Regions from separate parts of the Mus musculus genome. Here regions 2, 3, 4, 5, 6 and 7 are each linked to region 1. Evidence: chromatin contacts called from public ChIA-PET, HiCAR-type and HiChIP or PLAC-seq data. All regions are on one chromosome and are shown on one strand. Each heading gives the region's core, a stretch centred on a gene start, on an enhancer-like site or on the middle of the called end of the contact. The rest is flanking DNA. Distances are from core to core; before and after follow the strand shown. Region 1 holds the start of Ywhae (tyrosine 3-monooxygenase/tryptophan 5-monooxygenase activation protein, epsilon polypeptide). Region 2 holds the start of Glod4 (glyoxalase domain containing 4). Region 3 holds the start of Gemin4 (gem nuclear organelle associated protein 4). Region 4 overlaps Vps53 (VPS53 GARP complex subunit). Region 5 holds the start of Rpa1 (replication protein A1). Region 6 overlaps Vps53 (VPS53 GARP complex subunit). Region 7 overlaps Vps53 (VPS53 GARP complex subunit).

Region 1 (3,644 bases), core at 403-2,902:
CTGCAATTAGCAGGAGCTAAGTTGAGAATCTAGCATGTACTAGGGTCTAGTCTCCATCACCTGCAGGTGGGGTGTGTGTGTGTCAAATTAACAGAAGAGTAACTATTGAAATTTGTGTGTGTGTGTGTACACACACACACACACATATACATATATATAAAACCATTCTCTTAAAATGGATAAAACAGAGCTGTGGTGTAGCACAGTATTTGAGCACTTGTCTTGCTTGCATGCAATCCTGGGTTTGAGCCCCAATCATGTAACAATGAAATCATAAAACAGAAAAACTACAATCTTCTACATTCCTAATTCAAACTCCCCAAGCCTCAACTGAGTGCTCAAAATAGGTAAAGCTCCCCAAGCCAAGGAAGAGCATGCATTCCACCCGAACTTGGGTTGTCAACCCAAAGTGCTACTAAACATTATTTGAATTAACCATTTCTCAGCAGGTCTTTCCATACTTCATAATGACGAGTGTGAATAGTACAGTCGTCAATTTTACAAACGGGTAAACTGAGGCACTGACTCTGCAAAGGGAAATTCGTACTAAGGAATCCTGGCAAGCCTGGTCTCCTGTATTCTAGCCATCAGAACTCCGTGCCTATGAAGGATGGGGACAGAAGGGGGAAAAAAAAAACCCGCAGCAACTTTAGGATATCCTGGGTAAGAACAAACGGGGTAGGAGTGAGGTTCTGCACCTCCCCGGAAGAAGGCGAGGCTAAAAAGCCCCCCAAACTCTCAACTCCAAGGTGTGTCGGCCCAAAGGAAGAAATCCAATCGCAGCATCTCAGCTCGCCTCCACCCAAGGAGGGAGGCTCTGCAGTGATTTCCAAACACTCCACCCTCACCAGAAGACTCCTCTCCACCGCCGGCCCCGAGAAGCCGTCCGTTCCAGAGGCTTCTCCTTTGTGAGGCTCCACGGCCGCCGCCCCACACTGGGCCTCAGGGGAAAAGCCACCGCCCCCACCCGCCATATTTCCCCGAAAGGCGCCTAGCGCTACAGCTCCTCGATGCCGCCCTCTCCCGAGCGACCGGTACCGTTCCTCACATCGCCCCACCCAAGTGTCCTCCTCCACACCCCGCCGCGGTTCCCGAGGGCTCCCGTGGGGATCGCACGCCGGGAGCCGGCACCCGCCATCTCCTCCCCCCTCCCCCGCCCGGGGACTCGCCCTCCCCCTCCAGCCGCCATTTTACAACCAACTCCTCCACCCTCCGCCCCGGCCTGCTGGCGGGCGAGCGCCTGCAAGCTAAGGACACCGGAGGGGTCAAATCCCTAGGCCCGGGGACTCCCACCGCGCCGGGAGCCCGCAGGCCTCGGCCTGCTTCCCGACCCACGTCCCAAGCCGGGCTCCGAGACGGCTCCGCCATTTTGTCTCCGGTTCCCGGCCTCTGTGGGCGGCGGCGGAGGGTCCGAGACTTCCAGCCCCCCGACACCCCCCCGACTCACCGTCGTATCGCTCGGCCTGCTCTGCCAGCTTCGCCTGGTACACCAGATCCTCCCGATCATCCATTGCGGCAGCGGCTCCGGCAGGGTCTGCGCGACGGATGGAAGCGGATAGCGTCTCCGACTCTCTCAGCTTCTCGCTCCGCGTCCGAGCAGGAAAAATGGCGGCGCCTCAATCCGGGACTTCCGCCTGCGCACGCGGACAACTGCTCAGCTCTATGGCAACCGCTCCCTGGCAACTGGCGCGGGGGGGGGGGGGGGCGGATCCCGGAGTTCGGCGCCAGAAAAGGCTGGAACCAGCGCGACAGACGCCCCTCCTCCGTCGGCACAGCGGGCGGCCCTGTGGCGAGGCGGGAACTGCGACTGCGACGGAGAACGGCCCCTGGAGCGGCTGGAGGCGAGGTCGGCCTAGACTGCGGGAGGGGAGTTAGCCAGAAGCCCGTGCGGGGCGACCGCGGGCTGGCCTGTGGGGGACAGAGCGACAGGCTTGATGGGTTCTTGCTACGGCAGGCCTTCCTCGTTGAAGATCAACCGGCCCTGTGCATTCTAGCACATTTTTCTCATCCAATTTAAAGAATTGACAAGGACAAGAAGGGAAAGCTCGAGTTTTCACGCATCATCATCTCCCTTGCTTCCATACTTTAAGCATTTTCTTCTCCCCTCCAGCCATATTTTATCTCTTTGGCCTATCGTAGATAGGACTTTTGTTTAAAATCTCTGGTTTTGCTTCAAGCATAGGTGAGTGTGTTTAATTCCAACACTAGTGAGGTAGAGGCGCAAGGATCGAGTTTGGATCAAGTCCCATCTACAAAGCAAATTCCAGGTCAGCCAGGGCTACATTGTGAAACCCCCATCTCAAAAAAAAAAAAAAGGAAAGAAAGAAAAAAGAAAAAGTGGTCAATCTCAGCTAGTTAAGGGAAACCCTCACTCGAGGGAAAAAGGAGACATAGTGGCTTGCCTCACTTGGAGTGCAAGGTGCACCTGAGGTGTGTAAGGGCAAATTGACATTGATGAGTTAGAAATAAATAATCCTCCATGGGGATTGCTTCACTTGCAATGGCCACGCCTAGTCTGCTTCCTTATGGATTTTCAACATCTTATACTCAATATCAGCTTGCTGCTGAGCCATGCAGAAAAAGGGCCTCAAAATGAGTGTGAAATCAAAAGGTTGGGATCAAGGCCTGAGGTCACACGCCCAGAGGTTTGCATCTTAGTCTGTGAACGGACAGGAATTGTTTTGTCCAAACGCTGGAGACTGACCCCCACAGCTTCCACCGTGTGTTTTGCCACTGAGTTATAGTCCTATCTGGGCAAGCTGTTTTGATGATTCTGAGTGGAAGGTGACATCGTCATAATTGTACTTAAGAAAAGTATTCCGTACTTACTGAAGCGGTGGTTCACGCCTGTAATTCCAGCACTGTGGAAGCAGAGACAAGGATTGCCACAAGTTCCAGGCCATCCTGGACTAAAAATACCCTACCTCGAAACACAAACACAAAAAGAAAGGAGCTGGTGGTGAGAGTTTTGGTTTCTTCAAAAACCCAGCTATGGTCTGTGAATGTGTTTGCGTTTTAATCCCAGGCGTGGGATAAGAGGCGGCTTCGAAGCAGGTGACTAGGATTTACCTTGTGCACTAGCAGGGCTGTGGTCTTGCCAGCTGCGGATAGTTTATGTTTGGATTTCTGGAGACTCTGGAGAGGAGATAAATAAATGCCAGAGCCCAGAGGGGAACAGGGGCACTCCAAAGAAGAAGGCTGCTGCTCCTGGTTGCTTTTGTTGCAGTTTGTCAAATGGCCATAAGCAAAGAGACAAGAAGTTAGAGATACCCTGACGACAAAGATTAGACTTGCCCCAAGGACCCCGATGCCCCCAGTGAGCAGGAAGTAGCCTTTAGAGGTCTATATTCCCTTTCCCCTTCTTTCTCTCCTACCTAGTGTTGGGGGGGGGGGGGTTGGAAGGGGAGGTAGAGATATAAAAACCCAGTAAAATAGACAAAAAATATGCCAACAGGAGAAAGAAAACATTGCATAGCAGTAATGAACAAGAATGGTAAATTATCATATTACAAAATATAAGCAAAAGTAATCGATACTAGCCTCTGGACAGAGAGGAAAGGACAGACAAGAATAGCATCACGGAGAGGCCACAGGACTTTGTAGCTGACCAGCCATGTGAAATAAAACTTGACTTCCCACCTTCC
Region 2 (3,644 bases), core at 767-3,266, 510 kb before region 1:
CTTTCCCCAAACTGTCTTGATGCTATAGCCCTTCTCCATTTTCCTGCTGGGTTTTTGTTTTACTTAATGTGTAGGCTTAACCTAAATATTTAAACAATAGCCACATAGCTCATCTTCATTGCTTGTCTTAAAATTTAAAAAATATCCCCAGGAAACAAATTCATAAAATTCTTAACAATCTTGTCCAGAAGTACTATACGGAAGATACTATGTGCAAGGGCTCATACTGAAGGAGTTGTGGGGGAGTGAGGACGGAGCCATTTGTAAGGTCTCTTGCTGAGGGTCAGCACCTTAGCAAGTTGAGCACAGTAACCCTTACTCTGTGACCCTTCTGTCCTCAATCTAATACAACACACGCAAATTGGCCAGGGTGCTCAGAAAAAAATGAAAATGGTAAGTGGCTTCCTTAATGAAAAATTCTCCCATTTAATAATCTCTGCAACGTATCCTAAAGCGCAGCTTTCAGGGCAGTATCTGGAGGGGAAGAAAGACACTAGAGAGGCACTGAAGATGAACTTGTAAGCCTCCACTCTACTGCCACGCCTGACCCCTGAGATGGACATCCAGGCCTCAGAGTGGAGAGGGAAAACCGATCCTCACATTGTCTTCTAACCCATGCACGTATACACACAAAATAAAGTTTTGTTTTGAGATAGGGCTTCAATGTTTGCTCTGGCTGTCATGGAACTCACTTTGTAGACCAGGCTGACCTCAAACTCAGAAATCTGCCTGCCTCTGCCTTCCAAATTCTGGAATTTTAAAGGCTTGCATTACTCCTGGCTCATAAAATGTTTTTAACATTCCATAAAACAAACAAACAAACAACAACTGGGCTTTTTTTTTTTTTTTCATGCCTCCTCAGCAGGAAGGAGGTGCAAACAGGAATGTCAGGGGTCGAAGCTATCCATAGCTACATACAGAATGTGAAGCCTGCCTGAACTACAATTGTCAAAAACAAGCAAAAGCCCCACAATTAAGTATGAATGAGAAATTGGTTCAGTTGCCAGTAAAATACCATCAAAACATAGAGGCCTGAGAAGTCCTATTTCTTTTTAGACGTTAGTCAATAAAAATTTAAACTTGATTTAAATAAAATTCGTTACCTTAAGACAAGTATGAACAAGAAAGTCTAGGATACTACACTTGTATGAAATAGAAATCCCAGATATTGGCACACTGTATATCACTGACCCATTATTCCTTGTGGCGTTACTAGGTCTGACCAATCCTTGATGTCCTCAAATTTCACCTTAATGAGGCTGACGTCTTTCAGCTTGTCTACCGGCAACTCCTTGACGTACTCCAGACGGCTAAAAAAGAACGCTTTGGGCACAGCTCCAGCCTTGAGAGCATCTGCAATCAGCCTGCGACCTTCCAGTAGGATCTTCCCTTGCTTTTCCCGAAAAGGCCTGGACTTAACTATTGTCATCACACTGCTGTGGGTGCAAACAGAGAGGGGATGATTATCAACGCTCTTGGCATGGAGGGATACATGAAGTTCTAACAGACACGCACAAGCCTCAAAAGACGACATTTATTTTGCACCGTCGAAACAGTAAGAGCCAGAAGCTTCACAGTGAAGCAAGAAAAGAAACGGGAGCAGATGACAAGTCTCAAAAACATATCACCTTAGCCTCCTGTCCCCGGGAAAGGCCTTATCGTAGCGAAGCCCTGCCTCTTCCCAGGTGTGAGGGGTCTGGGATGGGGATGTCTCAAGAGGCTGTTTCTGTCGCTGTCCCTGGGAACTGGCCTTAGGGACCGCCTTGCGAGGCTGCTGGTCAGGAGCGCGCTTCCGTTCCTCCACCTGTCCCGAGGGAGACAACACTCTCACCGGGCTACGCCGCAGCGCCCGGACCCAGCGCCGAGCGTTGAGGTCCCGAGTCTGGACCACCCGCAGCAATGATCCCAGGGAGCACCACATGCCCTTCGCCGGCGCTGCCATCTTTCCCCTGGCGCGCGCTACCTCACCCGAGCGCGCGGTCGAGTGTTAGTGACGTCACCCGACGATCCTTCCCGGTTTGGTGGGCGGGGTGTCCCTCTGCCTGGAACTCGGTTTTCGTGTTGGGAGCCATGGCCACTCGTCGAGCTCTGCACTTCGTTTTCAAAGTGAAGAACCGCTTCCAGACAGTGCATTTCTTTCGAGATGTCCTGGGGATGCAGGTGCAGACCGGGACCGAGCGGGGCTAGCGCGAGACCCCGATGGGCGGCCGGGCCGCACCAGGGGAGGGAAGACGCCGTGGGCGCGCGGCCACCCCAGCCGCCAGGCCCTAGACTCCGCGTTGCCACGCCGGTGTTTTCAGCTTTTGCGAGCCCCCCTCTTTCGGGTTGGGAAGCCTTTGAAAGGGGACTCACCTACCAGCTGTGTTGTCTACGCACGTTCACCTACAGCCCTTCTCAAATATTTTTTACACTCCTGGCTTGGGGAGCCTGCTGTCTATAGTGAAGGAGCGTTGATAGGCAAAACGTTATTTTAAAAAGCCCCTTCCAGTTCACGACAGAGCGGTCTCCTGGTTTGAAAGGTTTGGGTGTGATCAGCAAATTTCGGCTTCCATCAGAGCTGCGGATTTGAAATTTAGGCTCTGGGAGGGGGACCCATGGCTTTGCGCATGCTAAACAAGCACTCCGCCATCGGATTCCGCGAACAAGCCCTGTCCGAGCAAGTTTGAACGGTCTCTTTCGTAGGTGCTCATGATCTGTGGCTCTGTTCTAAACAGCCCAGATGTAAGTATGAGGTCAGAATCAAGTCGCCTTCCTAGTACCTGGAAACAGTCTGAGAAGCTGTGATTCTAAGGGGGTCACTTAGCTGAAAGTGTAGCGGAAAGGTTTATTGAGCTCTTTGGTAAGCCAGGGAGGTAGGAGCACACCAGTGCAGAATTTATTTATTTATTTTTAACAGACTTGTAGCAGTCCAAGTCTAGCTGGGTGTAGAGATGGTACAGGAGGTAAGGACTGTAAAGGAAGTTGCACAAATCAGTCAACACAGGTTAGTCATAAAAATATCTGCTGTGTAGGGGCTGGAGACATGGCTCAACTTTTAAGAATGATTGCTCTTCTTCCAGAGGGTGTAAGATGGGTTCCAGGTGTTGGATGGCTCACAACCATCTGTAACTACAACTCCCAGGGAATCTGACCTGTGGCAGGCAGGCAGATAGACACACACACACACACACACACACACTCCTGGTGTTTGAAGGTACCATGGTAAGGTTAGGTATAGACTAAATGACTCTGGCATTTGTTCCCAATTAGAGCACATGATGTAGGAAATATTAGATTTATACCTACCAGTCAGAGTTTAGTGATACTACATGTCATTATTCTATTTCTTCATTGATCAAAAGATTGTTGTTAAGATTAAACATGTTACCTTTTAGGTGGTAACTGACTCACAGGTAGTTTGTGTTCTGTAAAGTAATAGCTACTTTTATGTTAAAAATGCAAAAGGAGAGATTTACCAACCTAGGCTCTCAGGAAATAATTCATGAGAACCTTGCATAAATTGACCCTGAAAAGGAACATTTCCACGTACCAGGGTTAGAGGGGAAAGTTATTCAAGAAGGCCTGGATAGGTGATGTGGAGATATTTGGAAAATGACACTGATTTTATGTGCATTTGGCTAGGTGAAGAGATTGGGGTGTGAGAA
Region 3 (3,644 bases), core at 480-2,979, 480 kb before region 1:
TTCTGGGCACAATTTTAGCACACTGATGCCTCTGTAGTGATGGACACCGGCACTTACATGAGCCACACGTGCGTACGTTCATGTGCGTGTGCATGTGTGTGTCCGTCCATCACTGGGCCCCAAGCAGAAACCTAGGTTAAGAACATTTAGGTTGCTAAGGCTTAGGTGATTCTTTCAGGCACTGAGATGCTGAGGCCACCCTTCTTCCCTGTCCCTCAGCTGCTGTGCGTGATGCATGACCCACTTCACCATGTCACTCAAAGTTTGAGTTCCATCAAAATCCTAACTTCTCTGGACCTGTGTTCTAGGTGAGGGCTTTTCTATTTGTCTTTAGCTCTTTAGAAGGCAGAGCCCCTTTCTCCTCTGTACTGTTGGGTTCTTGGTGTGTTGATAACCCCTGATAATACAGATCCAAGCCCCCACCCCTGGTTATTTTAATAGCATGATTCACCCCACCTCTTTGCTCTTCTGCCAAATATCCACACACATTGTGGAACTGGGAAGACTATTAATGCCAGTCAGACCACAGAAAGGCAGATTAATGGAGTTTCACCCAGCAGAGAGAGGCTTCTACACATCTAAATACTTCTCCAGGACCCTCAAAGTTTCTCTTTTGCCACAGACTCCACTCTCATGCAGTTTGAATGATTTATTGGTGTTTCTGCTAACGCTGCTACCCTTTCAGTGTGTTTCAGCCATCAGGAATCTTAAACCCGTCCCCTACCAGTGGAGCCATGCTACTTCCTTGTGTCTGCCAAAATGCTCTTAGCATGGCTCCTTTTTCTTCAGCTCTTCCACTTTAGCAATGTAGATCCTCATGGCATCCATCTTGGACATCCCTTTGTTTACCATCCAGGCCTCATATTTGGCCTTTGCTCTCACATCTGTGGCAGGAGGGACAGGGATGTTACAGTCGCCCTGGGTGGCCTGTTTGTAAAAGCTGTACACCAGCAGTTTCTCCTGATCACTCACAGGCCCCTTCAGCTGCTTGAGTGAAGCACAGGCCATTTCAAACTCCACTTGGCTCATTGGTATACCAGAGGCAATGCTTCTGTTTTTAAGTGATGCGGGGTACTAGAAGAAAGTTGGAAATAAGCAAACCATGTTATTGTTAGGCCTTGGAAAGAAGGGGTAAAGAGATAATGTGTGGGATGAACACGGGGCGTTTGTGTGTTTAATAACGTACAAATCGAGGACCAGGAATCCATTCAATTGCTCCTGCCCCGCAGAGCTTTTTCCAGTGTGACTGCCCTTCAAAGTTATAAAAGCACCTATGAGCTCTGAAAGTTGACTCTGCTGTTGCCTATAGGAGATAGTGCAGCATGAAAAGCAAGCATATAGGGAGTTTTGTGTGTCTTGGGGGGGGGGGGGATGAATCCCGTGGATCCGCTGCTGGTTAGTACACAGCTGAAGGAAAGTTATTCCATGTGGGTGAATCCGGGGCGAGAGCTGCCCGGGGTTCCTGAGTGAGGGTGAATGAGGGGTCTGGACTAAGGGGTTCGACCTCCTTGCCTGAAGGGGTCAGGTTCCACATGGAGACAGCCAACAGTACCTGTGGTTAAGAAGGCTGGGAAGCCTAGGCCGAGAGGGGGCGCTGTGGCTAGGGTGGCTTCGACGCTGCGAGCTTGTTGGAGAGGAGTACGCGTGCGCCTTGAACGGCAGCGGCTAGCAGACTACAGCACGGAAGCGGAGAAGCGCTGTGGGCGGAGCCTGTGACGCGCCTGTAGCGCCGCCCTTTGTGCCGTGGCGCGGGCAACGCGTTCGCGGCCTTGGACTAGGAGGGGCGGTCTAGCCCGCCGCCAGCGTCGCCGCCATGGACCTAGGTGGGTTCCCACTTCCCTACTCCGGCCCCTGGGCCGCACCCCCCCAAAGCACCTCCTGGGCAGGCTGAGGCTCTGCACTGCTCCTACGGTGCTCGGGAGGCTGGGGGCTTGAGGAGTTTTGGGGGACCCGCAGTCGCGAGGCCGGCCTCCATCCTGTAGCCCCACCACATGACGGTCTCCTAGAGTCCTCCTCCGTCCTTCGTAGTGTCTTCCCAGTGGGAAACCGGGAGCGAATATAGCCTTGATTCTCCTGGAAATGCTCAGGGCTACTGCACGTGTTTCGGAAATGCCGGGCTGGGAGGGACGGACGTCCGGAGAGTTCTTCGTTATTAAATGACTGCCGAGTTAGTGAACATGTTTCTTATTAGGTCGCCTAGTGCATAAAGCAAAAATACTGATACTGTCTTTCTCCCAGAGGCTTGGCGTTTTCTTTGCGACCACGTGCATAACAGGACCCCATTCGTTGACTCACGCAAAGCGACCACCCCACCCCCACCCCTCTCTTGTGAGCAGGAGTTGCGCAGCCTGAGATTTCACTTTTTGAATCCGAATTCGAGTGCTGCTTGGTTTGGAGTATCCTCCTAGGCGAGGTCTGGAAGTAAGGCGGAGTTGATAGAAATCTGTGGCCATCTGCCAACCCTCTCCACCCTGCTAGGTGTGCTCTTTAGAGGGTAAGACTAGGAGGCCGTCCTGGGAAGTACTCCAAGATTTGCAAATAATACGCTGTGGAGAAATGTCTTTGTCCCTAGCCAGCTCTTTAGTGTGGAATGGTAGTTTCGTGCCCTGCAGCTGTGAAGAGTGCTGCCAAGGCTTGACTCCCTAGTTGAGACACCTTGCAAAGTTGTGCCTGGGCCTCTAGCTTCCCATCTCCAAAACAGGAGTTATAATCCTCAAGAAGTTAGTTTGACGATTACATGATTTTTATAGGTGTCAAGCTGGGTGTGGTAGCTTATGTCTAACTAGCACTCTGGAAGCAGAGGCAGGAGGATCTCAAAATTCTAGGCCGACCTGGTCTGTATAGTTTCAAGCCAGTTCCAGCTATATAACAAGAGCCTATCTCAGAAAAAAATACAAGTATGCCACCCAGCACAGTGCCTACCAAAGTAACCAGTCACTTCCTAGCACCAGCTACTGATTTAAAAAAAAAAAAAAAAAAAAAAGCCTTTGAGTTTCCCCTGGCTATGAGCTGAGTCTGGGACTTTTCTCAAGCCACATGTACACAGTCTCTGAAAGGCACATGTTTGGCCGCAGACATTTGCTCTGCTAAGCCGATGTCTAATGCAATAAAATGTCATTTACAGTTATAAGGAAATGTGTTCGGGGGCCGGCAGACCAACCTGAGACAGAAAGAACCCTGGATTGCCTTCAGGTCTGGGTTTTGTGGGAGTGCTGAGCCTTGATTTGGGGTGGGCAGGCAGTGACAGTAAATGGTTAGTGGCCAGGAGATTTTTTAGTTGCCTGGTGTCAGTAATTTTTTTTTTTCCCTGGGGGTAGGAGAAGTTTGAGATGGTAGCCATGATGTAGCCTTGGCTAGCCTGAAACTCAGTACGTGGACCAGGCTTGCCTCATAAAAATCTGCATCACTAGAGAGCTGGGACTAACGGGATAGGCCACCACAGCTGTTCACTGGAGTCAGTACTTTTGCTGCCGACTCTGGCCTATGAGAATAGGGCAGATGTGTTTCTGGGAGCATAGAGGACTGAGGAGAGAGCTAGCAGTGACCGTGACAAGGTGTTGCACTCAGCTTCTAGGCCAGATTATACACTTTGGGAAAGACCTGTGCCCGTCTGTTTCTGCACTGGAGGAGACAAAATATTGACA
Region 4 (3,644 bases), core at 805-3,304, 400 kb before region 1:
CTGCCTCATTCTGTGTGTGGACTACCATAGGATAGCATGTCCCAGGCTAGTTTGCTGTCTTCATGTCCCTAGAGCCTTATTCTGATTCTTAAGACATACCTCTTCTCACATGTGTGCAAGTAGATCTAAAGCCTTTAAATTTAAAAATGCATTTAAAATTGTAATAGCCACCACTCATTTACTCCCCCACAAGCTTTGTAGATTCACAATACCATCTTGAAGTGCTGAGTACCCATTCCTCCATGCCTTGAACAAATGTGGTATTGCTGATTTTTATTTTAGTCAGTCTGGGAGATGGAAGTCTCTATCTACTTCCTTTAATTTTAATTTCCTTAGTAACTGATGATTGACCATTTACATTTCCTCTGTACAGTATTTTGTTTGTTTGGTGTTCATTTGGTTGGTTTGGTTTTGAGACTTGGTCTCACTGTACAGTCCTGGCTTTCTGGAACTTGCGCAGAGATCTGCCTGCCTCTGCTTCCTGAGTGCTGGGATGAAAAGTGTGTGCCACCATACCTGACTCAGATTTCTTAAGTTCTAATAAACTATTTTCTTTTATTTCTTTCTTAGAGTGGTATTTGGGGTTTGTTTCCTTTGGTCTCTTGTTTTGGAACTCCTATACACGAACATTGTAACTTGTAACCTGCTGCCTCATCTTTTGGGGTTGCTTTCTGAGTTGTGGGCTCAGTCTTCCAGTTCTACCTTGTTCTTCACTGATGCCCACTCTGTTCTTTGGCCCAGCTATTAAGAATTTTTACTGAAACAGCAGGTTTTAATTTCTAAAATATCTAGATGATTTTTTCCTCAGGGGCATAATATCCTCTGAAATCTCTCAGAGATTCAAAACTGTTAGTATCTCTGAAGGCTCTGGGTTGCCTGTGTGTTTGTCTGTCCTGTGGTGTAAGGTCTTCAGCTTGTTGACTCTTGGTAGTAGCACTCAGATGTTTGGTGAGTCTCAGCTGAAAGTTCATATTTTTTGGTGGGATTTTAAAATTGTTTATTATTATTATTATTATTATTATTATTATATGTTCTCTATTACTCTGATCAGAAATCATTACCACCTGCTATTGAGGAGTGGAAGGATATTGTGTTTAGGGTACCACATAGCTTTTCTAAGGTTCCTGGGGCCAGACCTGCAGGAGCTGGCAGATGACTTGCCAGGCACCTGATCTTCTTAAATGCTGATAACTCTCAGACCTCTGCTGAGACTCACAGACCCAAGGGGCCAAATCAGTGTAAGGCTGAGCATTTAGGGTAAGAAAGCAGCACAGCTTCTGGCATCCACATTACTGTGACTGGAGCCAGACACATCTAGAGGTTCCCTTTAGAACTCCCCCGCTCCTGGTGTCTATCATTTCCTGTCTTTCCTTATATTTTATCTGGCTTTTAGATTGTGTGCACCATGTGTGACCTGCATCTGTAGGTATGCCCGTGTGTGCGTTTAGTGCCTATGTTTGTCAGAAGTGGGCTTTGAATCCCCTAGAGCTACTGAGAGGAAGTTGTTAGCCACCATGTGGGTTCTGGGAACTGAACCCAGATCTTCTGCAAGAGCAAAAGTTGCTCTTAACATGGAAGCGTTTCTCCAGCTTCCATGTCTTCTCATTTGTGAGAAACACTCTTAAGCTATGATTTTGTTCTACCAGGAAACCCACAGACAGTCTAATCTACCAGTTCCCCTTTTGCCTGGTTTTTGGTTCTTATTTAAGTCTTTTCATCATTTCTAAGAATCTGAGACAGGAAGGGAGGTTTCTGTATGTGCTAGGTGTACCGTCTTACAGTGGAGATGTTCAGGGACTCTTAAGGAATGTCGGAATAGGCTTGGCAAAGTGTTAGGGAAGTCGCCACCCTTCCCCTCGTCCTTCCTAACCTTTTTACACTTAGAGGTGGCTGGTTGCCATATCAGACTGGGAATCTGAAACAGCCAAGAATGTCCATGAGCAGGATGTCATGAGTTTAGGAGAGTAGGACCCATGGGTGGAGGAAGCTGTGCTCTCAGTGGTTAGGGAGGAGCAGGAAGGTGGCACAGCCTGCCCTAGTCTCGGTGACTCAGTGATCTGGTGTTCCCATTCTTTTATCCTTTCTGTCATCTGCCTGCATTAATGTGCTGTGTGGCCCCTGTTTCCTGGGCCCTATGAATTCTAAGCACATGCTCTTCCACAACCCCAGCCCTACCTGACACCCCACACCCAGCTTTCTGATTCATAGTTTAATCTGTCAGTGTAGGCCCACAGATAACTAGAACAGCTGTATTTGACTTTAGTTTTTAAAGAGTCTACACCTAAGAGAGATCACGCCATATTTATCTTTCTGTGTCTGGCTTATTTACTCTAAGTCCTCTGAGTTTATCCATATTGTTTCAGTTGTCAGCATCTTCTTTTTAAAAGCTAAATAAAATCTCACTGGATATATGCACCTTGGATCTTTAAACCATATCTGTCCATCAAAAACAATGTTTGTTTCCATATCTTGGCTGTTGTAAACTTCTGTGAGCAGGGCAGGGCAGCTATCTGTATAGAGTGGATATCATTTCCTTTGGGTATATACCCTATGTAGATTCATTTTGGGGTTTCCGAGAGCCTTCATGCTATTTTCCATAATAGCTGCATCACTCATCACCTCTGCCCTGGTGTCCAAGTGTTCTCATCTTTACATCCTCAGCAGAGCTTACCTTTCTCCTTACTTTTGATATTAGTCATCCTGATGACCTGTTATCTCAGGGTTGGAGGCAGAGATGGGAGGATCAGGAATTTGCCATGTGAGACTGTCTCAAAAAGAAGTGAAGTAATATCTCATTGAAGGTTGTTTTTTTTTGTTTTTTGTTTTTTGTTTTATTTCTGATTTTTTTTTTGTTTGTATAGAATAGAGTTTATTTAGGGCATGAGGAGGGAAGTTAAGAGGGTAGTAGAGGCAGAGAAAGGCGGAGAGAAGTAGAGGCTGACCATGGCCATAAGCACATGAAAAGAGGGGTGGGGGAAGGGGATGGGAAGGAGAGAGGAAGAGCAAGAGAGCAAGAGAGAGCAAGAGAACAAGAGTTATTTCTGAATTTTTAAAAATTATTTTACTTATTTACATTCCAGTTGTTGCCCCCTTTCATTTCCCCCTCCCACAGTTCCTCATCCCATTCCTCCTCCCACCTACCTCCGAGAGGCTGCTTCCCCCACCCAATTGACCCCCCTTCCCTGGAGCCTCAAGTCTCTCTAGGATTAAGCACAACTTCTCCGACTGAGGCCAGACCAGGCAGACCTCTGCTATTTATGTGCCAGTGGCCTCCGACTAGCCCGTGTGTGCTCCTGGTTGATGGCTCCGTCTCTGAGAGCTCCCTGGGGTCTGGGTTAGTTGAGACTGCTGGTCTTCCTCTGGGGTAGGTCTCCCTTCCAGCTTCTTCAATCCTTTCTCTAATTCGACCATAGGGGTCTCCAACTTCAGTCCAATGGTTGGGTGTAAGTATGTGCTTCTGTCTCAGTCAGCTGCAGGTAGGGCCTCTCTGAGGACAGCCACGCCAGGATCCCGTCTATAAGTACATCATAGCATTGTTAGTATCAGCCTTGGTCCCCCACCCGACCCCCTATGAGATGAATCCCAAGTTGGGCTAGTCATTGGACCTCCTTTCCTTCAGTCTCTTCTCCATTTTTGTCCTCGCA
Region 5 (3,644 bases), core at 844-3,343, 380 kb after region 1:
AGCCATATACGCACAAGTAACATCATATGGATGGGCAGATTGCATTTAGGAATACACACATACACACACACAACTTAAAAAGAGAGGCCATGAATTTAAGAGAGAGCAAAGCAAAGTGGGAAGGGGTACATGGGAAGGTTGGAGGCAGGAAGTAGGGAAATGATGTAATTATATTTTAATTTCAGATAATTAAAAATTAAAAAATAAGATTTGCTGAGTAAATGAGACTTCTACCTATGTATACATTTACTAGGTTGTGATATAAAATGTCTATCTCACCAGTGAATGCAGTCCATAGAATTTGAAAATTTCTGGGTCTCAACTAAACAATTGCTAGGGTTCTTTCTCACTATTAGTACTGAATGAGCTTCTATGGGCAGCTACACAACCTGCACCATATCCTTTGAGTGACAGCACTGGGACGACAGCAAGATACTAAATTACTTAAGTATAACACATACCAAAAGAGGAAAGCAGTTATGCCTACCCATTCTATAATCACAGACTAGGGAGAAACGTGAAAACCAACAGTAACTGCTAAATGCCCCATACTATAAAAAATATAAAGCTACTCTCTCCTATAAAAAAGAGATATTCAGACCAAATGACAAGGCAGAACATTTTCCAGACCAAAATTTCCCTGAAGTTTCCATTCACTTACTGAAGAAGGGAAGAAGAAGGAAGGAAGATGTCGCTCAAAGTCTCTGCTGTAGAAATTGTGTCCTGCACAGACTTCGGGAGTGAAGCCCACTTCTTAAGTAGGTAGGACTTCCATTCATCCACCGGTAGATCCATGCTGCCGCAGCTCTGTAAAGTCAGAACATGAAGATTCAGCTTTCTATTAATGCATAGTTCTAGAAAATCGAGATTTCATCCTACCAAGTGACACGCAACCAAAATCATTTCTTCTGGGGTTTTCTATAGCTGTTGATATGCTGAAGGAGAGTTAATCTGTGGTGTGGTACCAATTCACCCAGACATATTCTTTGGAACTGTTTGAGAAACTATAGTAGGTTGTGGTTGTACAAACAGAGATCAAAATACCAGTAGATGGCTACTATTCCAGTCTTTCTAGACCTGTTTACCTTAGTTGCCCAAAGTTTTCCAGACTTCTTACTCCAGCAACTATGAAGTTAAATATTTTCATTTCTTAGACGGCTCAGTTTTCTGTTTTGATCTCCAGGTCTTTCTTTCAGTTCATATAGCCTCTCTCCCTTTTTATTTTTATTACTTTTTTTTTTTGAGACCGGATCTTATGTTAGCCTGGCTGGCTTCGAACTCAGAGATCTGCCTGCTTTTACCTCGAATGCCACCACGCCTGGGTCCCAAATTTTGATTTTTCAGGGTCTCATTTAGTTCAGGTTGACCTCGAACTCAACGGTGTTAAGGGTGACCTTGAACTTTTGCTGCTTCTACATCCCAAAGGCTGGGATTACAAACAGATCAGAGCCAGCCAGCACGCCAGGCTCTCCAATACTTTTGCATAGGCCATTTGGGCTTTTAGGAACATCACTATCCTCACTGGAATCCACCTGACAAATTTCTACACACACTTTAACTCAGTTCAAACCGCATCGCCTCTCGAAAGCCTGATTGATTTTTGACCCCCACTCTGGAGCTCCACATGTGTGGCCCATATCGCGTCTACCATCCTTGAGGCTGGGTTCCTTGCGGCCACAACTCTCAGGTGGAACTCAAGAGGGCGGAGACTGAGTCTGATTTACCTTGTTTATCCCACAGTGCCAAGCTCTGGGCCTGGCACCGGCGCCGGGCACGCACTGCGTGAAGAAGTACCCAGGTCACTGCTTTGACTATATTTAGCAGCAGTTACCAGGGGAGAGCTCCGACTGTTCCCTGGGTTGCCATTCTGTCTGTCCGCCAAAGGACTGGGCGGGCAAAGTTCCGACAGCTGGCGGGGGAACAACTCAGTAGCACCGCGCTGACACAGGCGCACTGCGACCCAGCGCCCCGCCCTCACGTCCCGCCATCCCGCCACTAGGCCTCGAACCCGGCCTCGGAAGAGTCACGTGCTCTGCCTGCCGCGCGGTAGCCAATGCGGTGGCTATCGGCGTCTAGGCCCGCCCCTCGCACCGCGCTCACGCTGGGGGCGGATCGGCACGCACAGTTGCTCTAGCCAATCGTTGAGCAGCCCGCGGGACCCCGGCAGAGAAGCTCAGGCGGTGCAAGAGCGCGAGCGCGGGAGTTAGCGGTGCAGCCATGGTGGGACACCTGAGCGAGGGGGCCATCGAGGTAAGGAGACGACCCTGAGCGGGCTCGATGGCCCTAGCAGCGCGGCCTTGGAGCGGTGCAAAGAGGACCCGGGGAGGGAGCCGCTGTCGATCGGGAGAGCGTCAGGGAGGAAATTATACGGCCGCGGGGGAGCATCCCGGGGTCTCTAAGACCATCAGAGGATGCTGGAGGCAACCCGGTACTGGCAGAAGAACTCACGAGTTTTTTTAGTTTGTTTACATCTAAGAAAACAAGACAAATAAACATGCCGCTGTCTATCTTCGGCGGCCTCTGTTTCCTCCCTTTCTCCATCACCCCAAACTTTTTGGACTTGTTTTCGGCTGTTTTACTTCTTTTACATCCTCCTAACTCATTATTGCTACTAGACATCTCTCTGGTCACGAGAGAGAAAACGCTGACCGAAGTCACCAGTGGCTTCCCAGTAGCCAAATCAGAAGACATTTTAAAATTTTTCAGCCGACCTAATTGTTTGAGCTTGTTGGCTTCTTTCTGCTAACACTCCTCTCTTGCTAGTGTTCTGTGTTTCATGTTGACAACTTTTTCCTTATTTTACCGGCAAACCCCATAGATTTTTTTGTCGAGCCAAGGCCCTCTGCAGACTAGTTTATAGCCCTTCACCTGCATGTTATTAATTCTTTCCTGCTGAGCTTCCTTCGATCTGCCCTCTATCTTCAAAGTCATTTTCAATTGAACATATATCAGAGCAAATCCTTTATGTCCCTCTAAGTCTGAATTTTAAAAAAGAGTGTGTGTGCGCGTGCGCCAGTGTGTAGTATGTACACATATGTATGACATCTTGGGGATGGCGAATGTGCGTCGGATGCCAGAGGACAACTCTGGGACGTTGTTTCTCTTCCCACTCCGCTGTGGATTCTGTGGATTGAGCTCAGGTAGCTGGGCTTACACAGCAGGCACCTCTACCACAGAGCATCCTTTTGCCCGACTCTGGACACCTAGTCCATCACCAGTTGAAGTATATTTTAACTCCACACTTAACTTTTCCATCCCCACTGGAATAGTCTTTTTTTTTTTTAAAGATTTATTTATTGATTATATGTAAGTACACTGTAGCTGTCTTCATACACTCCAGAAGAGGGAGTCAGATCTTGTTACGGATGGTTGTGAGCCACCATGTGGTTGCTGGGATTTGAACTCCTGACCTTCGGAAGAGCAGTCGGGTGCTCTTACCCACTGAGCCATCTCACCAGCCCTGGAATAGTCTTTTGTTGGCTGAACTAGTCAATTTCAGTCAGCACACTCTTCTCACAGTCTCCTTGCCAGGCCTTGTTTGTTTTTTTCTTTTTAAATATATTTTTGCTCTAGAGGCCATTGATAGTTCCAGTTTCTTTTGCTACCACAGTGTTCCTGTTCAGCTCAGTTGTTACTGAGTTGGT
Region 6 (3,644 bases), core at 390-2,889, 360 kb before region 1:
TTTATTTTTTATTTATATGATTACACTGCAGCTATCTTCAGATACACACTAGAAGAGGGCATTGGATCCCATTACAAATGGTTGTGAGCCACCATGTAGTTGCTGGAAATTGAACTCAGAACCTCTGGAAGAGCAGTCAGTGCTCTTAACCATTGAGCCACCTCTCCAGCCTGTCACCTCAGTTTTTTGAGGAAAGGTCTGTCATACTGACCTGGGACTTAATGAGTAGACTACACTGGCTTGGCAGTGAGCCCCGGGGGTCCTCTTCTCTCTCTTGGGCTGGGATTGTAAGTGTACATCACCACACCTGGATTTTCTTAATGTAGAGTATAGGGACCAAACTCAGGTCCTCACACTTATGCGGCAAGTACTTTATCAACAGAACCATCTCCCCAGCCGTCAACCCAGATCCTTAGAATCCTTATTTCAGAAAGACCTGAAAGCTACTTGGCCTAGACCTTCCTGACCTAAAGAGTTATTTTTCTCTTTCACAATGTTGTTGTCCACTTTTTTCATGGACTTGACTCATCAAAGTCTGAAGGTTGCTCTCACGATGCTTTGGGCAAAGAGCCAGGCCTCCTTCCCCGGGCCCTCTCGGCCTATGAAAGATGCTGCACTGGCTGCTTGGCTGGCATTTCCCTCGTAGGATGTTTCCAAGCTCTGAGGGAGCTCTGGGGGAGCAGCAGGCCCCCAGGACTCACATGGGAGCACAGAGCAGGGGCAGAAGCAGAAGAGAGTTGAAGAACTCCAACTCCTCTCCTGGTAGAGCAGAGTCGGTCTTGATTCCTATAATGGTTATTAACCTTCGACAAGGCATAGATCCTTTCAAGACTCCTAGAGGTATGGGCCTATAATCCCAGCTCCTAGGGGAGTGGGGAGTGGAGTGATTGCATGTTCCAGGCCTGCCTGGGCTACAGAGTGAGATCACATCCAGCCTGGGCAACTTAGTGAGACCTTGCCTCAAAAATACACTGTAAAAGGAGGGTTGTGGATATAGCTCAGTGGAGTACTTGCCTAGTGTGTATAAGGATCAATCCCCAGTAACATAAATAACTAAAAAGTAAATAGTAAACTATAGACCTTTAGCAAAAAAAAAAAATAGTTATACACACATAGTAATTTTGAGCACGATTTCAGGGGACTTTAGGAAGCCACTTTTTCCTTTGGTCAGAGAACGCTGAGCTGAGAAAGAGCTCAGACTTATGGGTGCAGTCACTGCTCTCATAGTTCCACTCAGAATCTGCAAGGGAGGTGAACAGACCTCTCACCAGCACAGGAGACAGAGGAGGGGCCTGCATCCAGGAGGACCTGAATTTCAGTTAGAGTTCTACACTCACTAGCCTGAAGCCTTCAGCATGCCACTTAACCCCTTCTAGGCTGTTATGTCCTGTCTGTATCAAGGTTCATCAGCCCATCTCATAGGCTTTGTAATTTGAGTGATACACCTCGACAAGTGGCTCCTTGGTCCACAGTGGATGGTGTGCAGGGGCTGCTCTGCCCTCTCAGGATGCCTGTGTGGGAAGGTCACCTCATTGGGACTGCAGACTTCATATGGAGCCAGGCGTGGAGTCTGTGCTCTCTTCTCAGCATTCTTTGTGCCCAGGCGACATTTTGGCAGAACCTGTCCCAGCAAATAGTCACACAGCAGAAGGCCCACAAGCCAGTATATAGGAAAGAAGCAAATCCCTGCCAACCACCTGTGTGACAAGCTGGGCTAAGCTGCCCTTACCTGCATAAGTGCTTTCCCCGTTTTTGTGTTGCACCTTCTGCTCTGGAGCTGGTAGTGACTCCCCCGGCTAACTTGTGGGGGGATTTCTACATCAGCACTGTCTTCATTCTATCCCGTGGTTTTCCTTGTCAGGAAGTTGTTGTGACTCAACTTCTGCTTACTCTCCTGAGTTCCCTAAAGTAACTTGTTACCATTCCTACCCCCTTCTTAGCTTTGTCACACCCACAGCCTAGTTTTGTTTAAAAAAATAAATTTGTACTTTCAGAACAGTTATAAGAAAGCCTACAGAAGTCTTTACCCCTTCCCCGGCTTCTCTGTCACTTTGGCCTTTCCCACCTTTCTTCTACACACACCCATGTGTTTATGCACATACACTGTTTCAGCCATTTGAACTCTCAAGTCTGAAATAAGACTGTGTATGTCCTAAAATCAAGGACCTGGGCTGGAAAGATGGCTCAACACAACAGCTCTTGCCAAGGACCCGAGTTCAGCTCCCAGCACCCTCATCAGATGCTCACAACCACCTGAACCCAGCTCCAGGGATCTGACAACCTCTTCTGGCCCTGTGGGCACACATACATTCATATATGTGGACAGACCCACGTGTGTGCATATAAATGAAAAACAGAGGTTAGGAAGGTAGATCAGTGGCAGTGTCCACCTAGTATCTACAGGGCCCTGGGTTTCAGTCTCGGCACTACTTCAAACAAACCAGCAAACAAACCTAACAATAAACTTCTGTTGGGTTCGGTGGGTAAGAGCACTATACACTTCCAGAGAACTGATGCTGGGCTCCCAGCACCCAGCATGTGCGCGCGCGCGCGCGCACACACACACACACACACACACACACACAAACACACAAAAATAGTGATCTTTTTAAAATAAATAAAAGTTTAAAAAGACCCAGTCTACATAACTATAATGTAATCTTCAAGATCACTTTGATCTCTTATTACCAGTTAAATCCAGAGGTCATGTTGAATTTTACCAGTTGTGTTTATCTAATTCATTAATTTATTTATTTTGAGGCAAGATGTCATGTATGGCAGGCTGTCCTAAAACTTGTTACATAGCTGAAGATGGCTTGAAATTTGTGTGTGTGTGTGTGTGTATGTGTGTTCATGGTAAGAGTGTGAGTGCACATGTGTGTGGAGGCTAGAGAATACCCTTAAGTATTCAATTTACTTTATATTAGAATCAATGTATACCTTTAGGAAAGTTATCAAAACTCGCACATGATGTGTGTGCAGTGGGAGGTGCTTGTGATCTAATGCTCAGTTGCTGAGGCAGGAGAGCCTTAAATTCCAGGTCGGTCTGGGCTACAGAGCAAAACCCTGTTGTGAAGCCCAAACAACAAAGCTGGACATGAAAGTCAGCACGGTGCTGCTACCGGCCTCAGTTGTCCCACTATTGCCCTTTTCTCTCTAGAACTGATCATTTTAGTGTTCAGGCTACCTGTGATGTGTCCAGGAGGACCTCTTGAGCTGGCTCTTCATCCTTTTTCCATGCCCCTATCATTTCCTGAGCACTCTCCTTTCTTTCTGGCACACCAGGCTTATCTTGTGCATTATGTCCAGCCCTAGGGTCATGCTTGCTTCCAGGCTCCCCATTTCCTCTGTAGCGAGTGACCTCAGATACCAGGCTCTGGTGTGAGAGTGCTGAGTGTGCTGAGTGCCATTGTTCCTGGGCACTCAGCTGAGAGAGCTGAGAAACGTGTGCCCACATGAGTGTAGATGCATCCACACACAGGCTGTCTTCATACTACCTGGACCTTAAAGCCTGTGGGTTCATGTCAAGACCTCTAGTCTAACCTAGCACCACAGGAGTTCCCAAGCTGATTACTGCCTCTATAACACAATAGCAAGATGCACGGCTCCTCGCACTCTCGATACATTTACTTGCTTCCTCCATT
Region 7 (3,644 bases), core at 726-3,225, 330 kb before region 1:
TCACAGTTCATCATCAAGGGGAGCTAAGATAGGAACTGAAACAGAGGCCATGGAGAAAACTGCTTACTGGCTTGCTCTCCATGGCTTGCTCAATTTGATCTCTTTCTTATGGAACCCGGGACCACCAGGCTAAGGGTGGCACCACCCACAATCGTCTTGGTCTGGGCCCTCTTGCACCAATCAGTAATCAAGTAAGTTCCCCACAGACATGCCCATAGGCCAGTCTGATGGAGGCAACTCCTCAGTTGAGGTTCCCTCAACTCAGGTAACTCTAGTTTGTGACAAGTTGACAAAAACTAATTAGCACGCCATGCAAGGGTGTGGGTCTGAGTTTGATCTCCATAAAAAGCACCCACATAACAGGACTAAAGATGGCTCAACATTTAAGATCACTTCCTACTCTTGCAGAAAACCTGGATTCTGGTTCCAAAACCTACTCTGGGCAGGTCATAGCACCTGTACCTTCAGTCCTGGGGCATCTGATGCCTTCTTCTGTCCTTCACAGGCACTGCACACACATGGCATGCAGATAGACAAACAGACACACAAACGTAAACATCAGTAAAGCACACTTAAAATAGGAACAAGAGTGGTCGTGTGTTCCAGCAATGGGGAGGGGCAAACAAGAGGGTCCCTGGGGTTTACTGGCTAATCAAGCTTAATCAACAAGACCCTATCTGAAGAACAAAGGTGGAAAGCAATTGAGGAAGATACTCGGTGTCTGCCTTGACCTACACACACACACACAAATATTTACTACTCCGACCTCTGAAAATACCATATAAAGTGTAAACTGTTCACAGGCAAATCAAGAACAACTCATAGTCAACTCCATCTGTGAACACTTAGGCTACATGTAAGAAGATTGTGTAATTCATTTCCATAGATCCTGCCCAGTACCAAACAAAGCAATGAGGTAGAGGCTCAACTCTTTCCCAGCTCAGTGCCCTGCCCTTGTGGTTCCTTGGCTGTGTTGACAGCCAACCCCACCCCTCACCCCCAGCCCCAGCCCTTGTCTCTGGGTCAGGAAGATTGCTAGTTAAGCATGTATTGGAATACTCATGAAGTGTCAAAGGCAGGTAGCAACATCTTGAATCTAAGTGCAATATGATTTTGTCCCCTCTGTCAGCAAGTACAGGACACTTGAGTACTCAGGCTCTGAGCTCTGGAGTGGCATGAGCAGAGGCTGGACCCTGTGCCCACAACAGTGCATCTGTTTGTGCATAGGTACTTTACAGGACCTCCATTTCCTGTCTCTGAAATAGTGCTTAGAACTACCCCATGAAGTAGCTGTGAGGGTTAAACAAAATAGAGCGGTATGTGGTGGCATACACCAGTAATCCCAGACCTTGGGGAAGCTGAGGGATTGTAAGTTTGAGGACAACCTAGGCTATAGAGCTAGATATTGTCTCAGAATAAAATAAAACAAAATTAGTAAAAATTAAACCCAGTGCCCATAAGCAAGACGCACGGCTGTCATGTAGCCAGCCCTTATTAAACACCAGCCCTGCTCACTGTAAACTTCCGAAGACCCGGACATGACCTTGTTTCTGTTTCATTGTTCGTCTGCTCTGATACCTATCCACATGCAACCTGCATGAAGACTTCTAGTCAGAGCTTGCCCTCGGCTGTCTGCCTGACCAGCTCCAGCCCGAGTCAAAAATGTTGTCTTGGAAAACTCCCTGGGAGGTTGTACGACTCAGACACCAGCTGGGCTTGACTGCAGCAGTCGGTGTTCTGAAATCCTGACCCTGGCATGTCCGGAGCACAATGCTCATTCTCTCCATCGGAAGTGGCAGAGCGAGGCCCTCACATGCCAGCTCCAGTTTCATTAGTGAATGTTTACCAGGCACTCACTCTTTGGCCTCATTACAGTGTGCCATCTAAGAGGATATGGAGTGATTAAGATCTGTGTCTGGGAGCAGCCGTAGGGTTCTCAGTTACATTTCTGTCTACAGACTTGACCAAGCCTCTGGAATCCAAAGCTGACTCATGGGAACAGTTCTGTGTTTTGTAGCCTTGCTCAGGCCTCTTGAGACTGGTGTAGTGTCTAACAGCCATGGAAGTTTGGATGTTGTCACATAAGTCCTATACCATGACTGTTTTCCTCAAATGTTCTCTTGTATAAAACAATCTCAGCTGGAGAAAGGTAGGGGCATATCTGCCACACAGCACATTCAGGAAGCAAAAGCAGGAGAGTTGTAAATTCAAGGCCAGTGTGCGCTGTGTAATATGACCCTGTCTCGAATAACAGAACAGAATCAGACTCTGGGATGTTATCTCAGGAGCAGGACGTTTGGCCAGTGTTCACATCTGCTTTTAGTTGCCTGTGAGAAGCCCATCTTCTATAGCTAAGTCTCATTTCTCATACCCCAAGCAAAGACAATAAGCAGTAATAGGTGGCTATTCACACAACTACCTGTAGAGGCTTTAAGGAAGAGTCAAGGGCAATGTGGCCCTTCAGTGGTTCCCATGTGTAGTTCAGGTTATCTGTGTAAGGTTAGCCCTGGCATCTGAACTCTGAAATCCAAGCCATGATGTAGCTAGAGGTCTGTTCACTTAGGCAGTAGGTCCAAGGAATCAAGAAATTAATAAAGGGGCCGGAGAGTTGACCCAGCGGGTAAGAGCAGTCGTTGTTGCTCTTATAGACTACTTGAACGGATAGGCTGCCTCACTCATACTCTCTCTCTCTCTCTCTCTCTCTCTCTCTCTCACACACACACACACACACACACACACACACATACACACACAGAGTATAATAAAATCAATTTTTGAAAGAAAATTAATAGAGAGATGCTTGTGGGTAGAAACACATTTTGACACACTCTGCCTTGCGTCATGGCCCTGACCCAAGCTTTAACTAAAGCTGTAGAATTCAAAGCTACGGCTGAGCCTCTTCTTCCAATAGGTGCTAGATATCTCCTAGGTTGAGGTTAGGCTTGAATATAGATGTGAGAAATAAAAAAGGAGCCCTTGCTGCTCCTTATTCTTGACTTGATTAGTACATACAGTGAGTTATTTATCTTCAGGCCCCAGAGTCCTCTTGAGCGGTTACAAGGGCACGTGGAATTGAACCGTTCCTGTATTGTAATACTCCTTGCTGGTTTGTGATTTTCAGAGAATCTTGTGGGATTTGCAGGGTCATTAATTAGTCTTACAACGGAGGTCATCTGTGACTGAACACAGCAGAAATAAAATCCATTTGCCTAAACTTACCCTAGAGAAAACAGTCTAGTGTGGTGTTGGAAAAGATGCACAGTCCTCGCTCTGCTGTTGATGGCCCCCTTGTTCCCACATCACTCCTGTCTGCGCCATGCTCACTGTCCTATTTCAATAAAAGCACTGAAACAGGCACTCTCCACAGGCCCTTCTAGTCCTTCCCCACTGCTAAAACCTCATGTTTGTCAAGTTACTTTTTCTTTCATGTGTTATCGTTATTTATTTGGTTTTGGTTTTCAAACAGTACTCTACTATGTAACCCATAGTTCCAAATAAATGCCTTCAAATAAATCCACAAACCTCCTGCATCAGCCTGCTGAAGGACAGAATGATAAGCATGCAGACCACCATGCCCAGTTTACAGCATATCTAGGGGATGGAAATACGGCTTAATGATCAAGCACATGCTTGGTGTATGTAAG

What was found. ChIA-PET counts read pairs in DNA pulled down with a chosen protein or histone mark. HiCAR-type assays count read pairs that join an accessible place to other places. HiChIP or PLAC-seq counts read pairs in DNA pulled down with a chosen protein or histone mark.
Region 2: a contact with region 1 is called in an RNA polymerase II ChIA-PET map of effector CD8 T cells, with 37 read pairs. The contact joins the promoter of Glod4 here to the promoter of Ywhae in region 1. A contact is called at or near these places in 12 of 39 promoter capture datasets (the 3T3-L1 cell line, 3T3-L1-derived adipocytes, the C10 cell line and 8 more), 16 of 115 datasets of contacts at active chromatin or transcription factors (the NIH/3T3 cell line, the SCID.adh cell line, T-cell acute lymphoblastic leukemia and 10 more) and 2 of 9 other capture datasets (adipose tissue and embryonic stem cells).
Region 3: a contact with region 1 is called in an RNA polymerase II ChIA-PET map of memory CD8 T cells, with 75 read pairs. The contact joins the promoter of Gemin4 here to the promoter of Ywhae in region 1. A contact is called at or near these places in 17 of 39 promoter capture datasets (the 3T3-L1 cell line, 3T3-L1-derived adipocytes, the C10 cell line and 11 more), 5 of 484 Hi-C or Micro-C datasets (B cells, embryonic stem cells and uterus), 20 of 115 datasets of contacts at active chromatin or transcription factors (the NIH/3T3 cell line, T-cell acute lymphoblastic leukemia, Th17 cells and 15 more) and 1 of 9 other capture datasets (adipose tissue).
Region 4: a contact with region 1 is called in an RNA polymerase II ChIA-PET map of memory CD8 T cells, with 49 read pairs. The contact joins the enhancer-like site here to the promoter of Ywhae in region 1. A contact is called at or near these places in 6 of 39 promoter capture datasets (3T3-L1-derived adipocytes, the C10 cell line, cranial neural crest and 2 more), 1 of 15 datasets of contacts at CTCF or cohesin (the NIH/3T3 cell line), 5 of 115 datasets of contacts at active chromatin or transcription factors (acute myeloid leukemia, bone marrow-derived macrophages, large pre-B cells and 2 more) and 2 of 9 other capture datasets (adipose tissue and pancreatic islet).
Region 5: an RNA polymerase II ChIA-PET map of memory CD8 T cells shows a contact between it and region 1, with 38 read pairs. The contact joins the promoter of Rpa1 here to the promoter of Ywhae in region 1. A contact is called at or near these places in 3 of 39 promoter capture datasets (liver and pre-B cells), 1 of 484 Hi-C or Micro-C datasets (erythroblasts), 3 of 115 datasets of contacts at active chromatin or transcription factors (bone marrow-derived macrophages, effector CD8 T cells and memory CD8 T cells) and 1 of 9 other capture datasets (adipose tissue).
Region 6: a contact with region 1 is called in an H3K4me3 HiChIP or PLAC-seq map of bone marrow-derived macrophages, with 2.7 times the contacts expected there. The contact joins the enhancer-like site here to the promoter of Ywhae in region 1. A contact is called at or near these places in 2 of 39 promoter capture datasets (liver and pre-B cells), 1 of 15 datasets of contacts at CTCF or cohesin (the NIH/3T3 cell line), 7 of 115 datasets of contacts at active chromatin or transcription factors (bone marrow-derived macrophages, embryonic stem cells, large pre-B cells and 4 more) and 2 of 9 other capture datasets (adipose tissue and liver).
Region 7: a HiCAR-type map of kidney shows a contact between it and region 1, with 2.3 times the contacts expected there. The contact joins the enhancer-like site here to the promoter of Ywhae in region 1. A contact is called at or near these places in 1 of 39 promoter capture datasets (3T3-L1-derived adipocytes), 1 of 15 datasets of contacts at CTCF or cohesin (the NIH/3T3 cell line), 3 of 115 datasets of contacts at active chromatin or transcription factors (craniofacial prominence, embryonic forebrain and kidney) and 2 of 9 other capture datasets (adipose tissue and pancreatic islet).

Annotation. Positions count from the first base shown.
Region 1 is chr11:75,730,895-75,734,538 of GRCm38.p6, reverse strand. It overlaps Ywhae (tyrosine 3-monooxygenase/tryptophan 5-monooxygenase activation protein, epsilon polypeptide), which reads right to left and starts at 1,652. Exons shown (of 6, transcript NM_009536.4): 1 at 1,448-1,652. The coding sequence starts at 1,511.
Region 2 is chr11:76,242,071-76,245,714 of GRCm38.p6, reverse strand. It overlaps Glod4 (glyoxalase domain containing 4), which reads left to right and starts at 2,016. Exons shown (of 9, transcript NM_026029.3): 1 at 2,016-2,160. The coding sequence starts at 2,071. It overlaps Mrm3 (mitochondrial rRNA methyltransferase 3), which reads right to left and starts at 1,979. Exons shown (of 4, transcript NM_183263.5): 1 at 1,629-1,979; 2 at 1,192-1,436. The coding sequence starts at 1,942.
Region 3 is chr11:76,215,657-76,219,300 of GRCm38.p6, reverse strand. Gemin4 (gem nuclear organelle associated protein 4) reads left to right here and starts at 1,729. Exons shown (of 2, transcript NM_177367.3): 1 at 1,729-1,823. The coding sequence starts at 1,814. Dbil5 (diazepam binding inhibitor-like 5) reads right to left here and starts at 1,688. Exons shown (of 2, transcript NM_021294.2): 1 at 1,553-1,688; 2 at 636-1,074. The coding sequence starts at 1,029. The coding sequence ends at 766.
Region 4 is chr11:76,129,356-76,132,999 of GRCm38.p6, reverse strand. All of the region lies in intron 7 of Vps53 (VPS53 GARP complex subunit), which reads left to right. Among named protein-coding and RNA genes, the nearest start is that of Gm46252, 20 kb to the left of the region's middle. Within about 2 kb of position 2,054, at least 50 of the 459 cell types and tissues checked have an H3K27ac peak or open chromatin away from gene starts, as enhancers often do. A contact at or near this core is called in adipose tissue, bone marrow-derived macrophages and memory CD8 T cells, where this site is marked.
Region 5 is chr11:75,346,832-75,350,475 of GRCm38.p6, reverse strand. Rpa1 (replication protein A1) reads left to right here and starts at 2,093. Exons shown (of 17, transcript NM_026653.2): 1 at 2,093-2,250. The coding sequence starts at 2,218. It overlaps Smyd4 (SET and MYND domain containing 4), which reads right to left and starts at 2,043. Exons shown (of 11, transcript NM_001102611.1): 1 at 1,725-2,043; 2 at 662-807. The coding sequence starts at 795.
Region 6 is chr11:76,086,911-76,090,554 of GRCm38.p6, reverse strand. The region is part of intron 13 of Vps53 (VPS53 GARP complex subunit); the gene reads left to right. Among named protein-coding and RNA genes, the nearest start is that of Rflnb, 61 kb to the right of the region's middle. Within about 2 kb of position 1,639, at least 14 of the 459 cell types and tissues checked have an H3K27ac peak or open chromatin away from gene starts, as enhancers often do. A contact at or near this core is called in bone marrow-derived macrophages, where this site is marked.
Region 7 is chr11:76,058,357-76,062,000 of GRCm38.p6, reverse strand. The region is part of intron 19 of Vps53 (VPS53 GARP complex subunit); the gene reads left to right. Among named protein-coding and RNA genes, the nearest start is that of Rflnb, 32 kb to the right of the region's middle. Within about 2 kb of position 1,975, at least 71 of the 459 cell types and tissues checked have an H3K27ac peak or open chromatin away from gene starts, as enhancers often do. A contact at or near this core is called in the NIH/3T3 cell line, kidney and pancreatic islet, where this site is marked.